2 separate regions of the Zea mays genome follow, and region 2 is linked to region 1. A link is a contact called in public Hi-C data. All regions are on one chromosome and are shown on one strand. The core of a region is the stretch at or near the end of the contact, and the rest is flanking DNA. Distances in the headings are between cores, read along the strand shown. Region 1 has its middle 11 kb from the start of LOC100501391. Region 2 holds the start of LOC100501892 (P-loop containing nucleoside triphosphate hydrolase superfamily protein).

Region 1 (3,022 bases), core at 153-2,652:
TGGAACCTTTTGGAGACGAAACTGTCCCAAACAAGCGTACCTCCCAATCTTCCACTATACTGGTCGATAGTATTCCCCTGATGCGTGACTAACAGTACATGCAATTTTCCCAACATCGCGACGTACGGATCCTGCATGAAATGGAACCCTTCGCGGCCACGCGTGGTGGATGCAGCAGTGCAACAATCAACACAGCGAGCAGCTACATGTAGTGACAGGAAGAGCGGAGGGAGGGGGGGGGGGGGGGAACTGAAACTGCACTGATGAGCAATTTAAGGGCATGTTCGGTTACATCAATCCAGAGGGGGATTGGAGGGGATTAAATCCCCTCCTAGTTAAAAATGACTAGGCGGGGATTTAAACCCCTCCAATCCCCCTCTGGATTGGTGTAACCGAACAAGTCCTAAAGGGGGGGGGGGGGGGGGGGGGGGGGGGGGGGATGAAACTGCACTGCGATGCACGCTTCTAATCGAATTTCAGACAGAAACCCTAGTACCTTGCTTCTATGAATGTTTTTTTATCCATCCATGGGCGTGCTATGCATGCATGTACTTTAGTCATATATATGGTCAAGACCGAACAGCGCTAGCTGGTGAGCAATTGAGCAGGCATGCATACATGTCCTGTTGTATATCCGATTTAAGTGCTAATAGCTAGCTGCTGTTTTCCCGATCAGAAACCTTACGAACATCTATCTACTCGGAACCGACGGACGGAGTACGTGCATGCCCAACTGTCCGCGGACACTACTGATGCTGAAGCTAGAGCGATTCCCCGACTCCTAGACTTGTTCGGTTCTACTCCAATTCATATGGATATGGATTGAGAGGGATTGAGAGATTTTCAATCCCTATTAAGTTAAAATATCTCTCAATCAATATTAATTCTCTCCAATACATATGAATTGAAAATAACCGAATAAGTCTTTTTCGTGTGACTGACGTGTGCAGAAAAGAGGAGACATGCACGCATTGGCATTGCCTAATACTGTAGTCCGTATAATGGGCATGCTATTCCAACCAGAGAAGCGTTGCCCGAGCAACCGAATAATAAGCCGTAGCAGTGGTAATTGTAACATACGTAGTACTGTAGTAACAAGAACAGTCCCCGGCATCTGCACGGATGGGGACAGCGGCAGCTAGCCCCTCTTCTCGGACGGAGCTGTTTGTGACTGCGATGTGGAGTCAGTCCCACACACACACACATTAAGCGCGGGGTCGCCTCCATCACCGCCGGTAAAAATGATTCCGCCTCCATCACCGCCGTGGTCGCATGCCTCGTGGCCGGCCGGCGTCGGTCCCACCCATCATCTCGCCAGGAGCGGAGCCCCACCGTCCGTGTCCCGGTCCAGCTACCGACAGTCAAAACCGCACCCTTTGCCCGCAATTTGACTGTCAGATGCAGATGCATGGGGGTATACATACATACTGCTGCTGCGCGCAGGTACAGACGTACTACAGTGCACCACCGTGACATGCATCGTACGTGCTGGCAGTAGTAGCAAACCCTCACGGATTAGAGAAATCAGGACACCGGATTCCGTGCACGGACAAGACGAATAAGTAACTTATTAATCCCGTGACGTTGACATGGAGAAACGACGACTCATCAGTCAAATGGCAACGCGATACGCTCGTGCTGCCACGAGGGGGTACTGCTGCTGCATTAAGCAATTCATGAACTGAAAAAAGAAAAGAAAAAAACAGTACAAGCCACTACGGAACAGATCTGATTTGATCTAGCAAGCAGGCAGGAATAGCCGAATAGGATATATAATATATATGGCGATACCATACCCACAAGGGGCATGATTGCTCATTACTATATTAGGAAGCCTGGTCTGCTTACCAACAGGTAGTATCTTGTTTAAGCAGGATTTGGGTGACTAACCCAGTGGACGTCTTTAGAGTTTAGACATAGCATGACAAGGAGCGTCCGCTTTCTTTTTCAAGGTATAATAGATAGGCGAGCTGATGATTACTAGGGGTGGCGCACCACACGGGCAAGGACGTACGCGCACTCTGCATTGCGGTCTATATGTCTCCTCCGCAGCGTTTCTGCACTGCCTGACTAGTGACTACATAAGTTTAGTTTCATTCGGTCGTGCAGAACTTCAGTCAGAACTAAAACCAACCTGCAGAATCTCTGTGCTGTTTGGTTGTAGGATCAGTACCGCGCTGACGTAATAGGAATGAAGTTGCAGCCAGCGTACGGCGAAGTTGTTTGTCTCAACAAGTAACGGCGTTTAATAACACAGCGTCCCTCCATGCCCTAGCATTATCTCACTCCTACGCCGGTAGTCCGGAACCAAATGTACGTATAATGCAGCGTGATTCGCTGACACTGGTGACCACATCCCACGCCGCCGAATGAGTCCCACTACTGAACACCACCTGCGTGCGTTGGCAAACCTTCCTTGCGCGCGTGAATCGGATACTATAACCATTAGACCGTCTGCTGCAGTAATTTACCCATAGTTTACCAAAAGCGAGGTGTTTGTATGCAAGGATTTGGTCCATGGTGCTGATCGAGCAGTGGGCAGGTAGGTCAACATATGGAGTCCTTCAACTCTGTGGCCTTTAATGGTTTGTCTCCTTTCAGAGTGTGGTCACATCTGGTTGAGGATTTTGATATCCATTCATGGCCAGGCAGAGGCAGATGCCATGCAGCAATTTACTCAACAAGGTACACGCATCAGCGTACACTGCTTGCGTGCATAGCATGGGCCTATGCTGAAGCCAGACCACGGAGCCCACAGGCCACAGAGGCGCAGAAAATATTGGAATGAAGCGTCATCTGGCTAACACATTACACAACCCCGCCGCCAACTTAAATCCGGCAGAGTGCCTGCAAAGGGAAACAGGGAGGGCAAGCCATGGCTCGACAGGCCCACTCTCTAAGTCTCTATTAGACCATACCAGTATGTGAGCCAGTTGCAGCTTTCGAATACCACATGCAACCTAGCAGTAGGCAGAAACCATAAGACATTAAAACTGGAAGAGGTCTGCCTGAGTTATTATCA
Region 2 (2,922 bases), core at 230-2,729, 180 kb before region 1:
CTTGGATATACACTACGTCTAGTCTCGGTACCCAGTAAGAGTGATGTATCTAGAAATGTCAAAACATCTTATATTTTGGAACAAAGGGAGTAGAATGGAGGAAGTATTTAACATGACAGTGTTTATTATGAGAATTAAACAATTTATACAAATGTTATAGAAGTATAAAACCCCTCATCTCACATGCTTGCTGCAAAACTCTTTCATTTTCACCAAATATCTTTACAAATACATAGGTCAGTCAAATGAATATAAAAATAATAAGATTAAGAGACTTGTCTTGGAAAAACTATGGGGGCTATAAGTGTGCAAAGTGACACTTGTGACTGGAGAAATTATGCAACCGTAAACATCAATTTACCAATCCCTTCATCACAGATCCACACTATTCAATGAATAAATAAGGGTGACATGATCTGAAGTACTTAATGTGTAATAGAACCAATGCACAGGCATAAACTCGGTTCAAGTTAATCAATAGCATTCTGACAGACTTGTACAATACTGCAAAAATAGGAGCAGTAATGAATAAGTAAATCTAAGATGTTGTATGTTGATTACATTGCACACCAACATCTGTGTTGCAGACAGCCAAGAAGGTCACGGTCTGTACAATATGGGCAGACAATTCAGGATTTCAAGAATATAGAATTATATAAAGCAGTTTGTTAACTGCAGCATAGAATAAAACCAGTCAACAATGGGAATGCAAACACTATGGAAGCACATGACCGAAGGTCCTGTATCCATGGCAATTATGACCTAGTGTTGCTCATTTTGGAGTTTCCAGGAGGGCATAGAATCATCATTTGTAATCTTAAAACTCGAAACTATACATTTTTCACGCAGTAGTTCTCCAAAATGGCTCATTACTGCTTACCCCAGACGAGATGAGCTTGGGACTAAAATGCTTTGTAGCTATTAAGTTAGTTAGAGTAAGTGCTAATTCCTTCGTACAAGCCAACAGTGATGGGATGAGAGATGTCTCACAAGCTCGATCTCGGCCAGTGCCTTCTGCAACTCGAGTTTCTTCGCAGCTATTTCCTGCTGGTGAGTCTCCTCCTGCTTCTTCATAAACTCGAACAGCTGCACAACCACGAGTGAAAACAGCCCCCAGTCACAAAAACACTCCGTAGGACGAAATAAGATAAATAACCGACGAGAAAGGCACTAAAAAGATGACCACCTTTTTGGGGTCCGACGCCTGCTTGAGCTTGTTAATCGCCTCCACCCCACGCTCCAGCGGCGCGGGATCGAAGCCCGCCGCACTAGTGCGAGGGTGCTGAGTCGAAACCTTCGGCGCCTCCTCCGGGGCATTGGACTCCTGAGGCGGCGGCGCGGCGGGGGCAGGGGCCGGGGCCGGGGCCGGGGAGGGGGCGGAGGAGTAGAAGCCGGGGAAGCGGAAGGTGGAGCCGCCCCCGTCGGCGTGGGCCCGCTCGGAGGAGAGCACAAAGGCGGCCCCCGCGGAGACGGCCGCGGCCGCTGCCTTAGCGGCGGCGGCGGCGGCCATGGTCGTGAGTCGTGTGGGTTTGGGCGGGTAGGGTTTAAGGCTGGCTGGCTGGCCGTCCTCTCGATCAAAACCGCGGTAGGAGATGCGAGTGTTTGTGCGTGGCAGCGTGGGTATTGGGTACTACTGGTTAGACGGTTCCGCGGGTCGTCTTGCGGCCCAAGAAGGTCGGCTTTACTCTTTTTTCTTGGGATACAATCTAACAAAGCAGAAGCAGGGGCTCTCTAGAGTTCGCTTCTGATATTTTTCAGTGGGGACAATGTTAGTGGTTTGTTGCGTTAGTATAGTTAGTCACCAGTATTTTATTGTTATAAATTCAAATATTTTATAATTCATAGATGTAGACACTGTTTATACTTGAACACGCAAAGTCGTAGTCAGTACAACCCCCCTCTTGCTAGGATGGGGTCTATTAACAGTTATTTTATAAATTCTGTTTTTATATTAATATAATGTTTATGCGTGTGTATAGTGTACTAGGCATATGAATATCTTTTATTATTTGGTATGTTTTGATGATGTGTTGATGGTCTTGTTGATCTGCTAGTTATTGGTATGCGGTTGCTTTTGTAAGAATTTTACGTGTGTGTTGGGCACCAAATTGAGCCACCAGATGGTCCGTGTCTGTGGGCCGGACGGTCCGCGCGCGCAGAACAGATTAGTTTTCCGAGTTTCTTGTTGTGTTTGTTGACGAAATTCACGGAATTAGCTTGGGGAGTTTGTTTGTAACGGGTCCAACCCCCCTCCTCTATAAAAACAGAGGAATACGGTCGATTTAGAATAATCAATCGAAACTACAATCAATACAATTTATGTTTTATCTTAGGAGTAGTTCTAGTCTAGTTTTAGTTTAGTCTTCCAATCTCCAAATTCTCCGCTTCTATTTGACTCTACGTCGATTAGAGGAGTCTAGGTCGGCCTACCGAGCCTAGACAACACCTAGGATCTCTCCTCCCCGACGGGGTCCCTCCCGGGAGCAAGATCCAGGCGACGCCGGTGACTTCCGTCGTCCCTGCGCACGCGCGGACCGTCCGGCCCCAGTGTGTGGACCATCCGGCTGTCAGGCAGGAAAACCTAAGCCCTGCGCCAGGTCGTGGACCGTCCGCTCCTGTGCAGAGATCACCATCGCGGTTCTTGTTTAGTGATTGGCGCCCGAAAAAGTCACCAACACACTTTTGGCGACTCCGCTGGGGACAGCACATATAGACTCATCAAATCGGTTCTTAATGGCCGGTTCAAGGGATAGCTCTGACATCTCCCCCAGCAATATTATAGAGCCGACTTGGGAGACCTTGCCCGCTGACGAACAGCTCCAGTTCGAGGAGCACAAGGAGCAGCTGATCCAAGAAGCGAAGGCGAAATTCCTGGCCAACTTCAAGGTAGACAGGAACAACAAGGTCGTTCGGCAACGGACG

Evidence for each region. Hi-C and Micro-C count contacts between places; a contact is called where the count stands out from the background.
Region 2: a Hi-C map of ear shows a contact between it and region 1, with 2.8 times the contacts expected there. The contact joins the promoter of LOC100501892 here to the enhancer-like site in region 1. A contact is called at or near these places in 2 of 25 Hi-C or Micro-C datasets (ear and tassel).

What each region holds. Positions count from the first base shown.
Region 1 is chr5:207,194,376-207,197,397 of Zm-B73-REFERENCE-NAM-5.0, reverse strand. No RefSeq gene overlaps it. Among protein-coding and RNA genes, the nearest start is that of LOC100501391, 11 kb to the right of the region's middle. Within about 2 kb of position 1,402, at least 15 of the 20 cell types and tissues checked have an H3K27ac peak or open chromatin away from gene starts, as enhancers often do. A contact at or near this core is called in ear and tassel, where this site is marked.
Region 2 is chr5:207,375,574-207,378,495 of Zm-B73-REFERENCE-NAM-5.0, reverse strand. LOC100501892 (P-loop containing nucleoside triphosphate hydrolase superfamily protein) reads right to left here and starts at 1,479. Exons shown (of 7, transcript NM_001196531.1): 1 at 1,187-1,479; 2 at 991-1,086. The coding sequence starts at 1,074.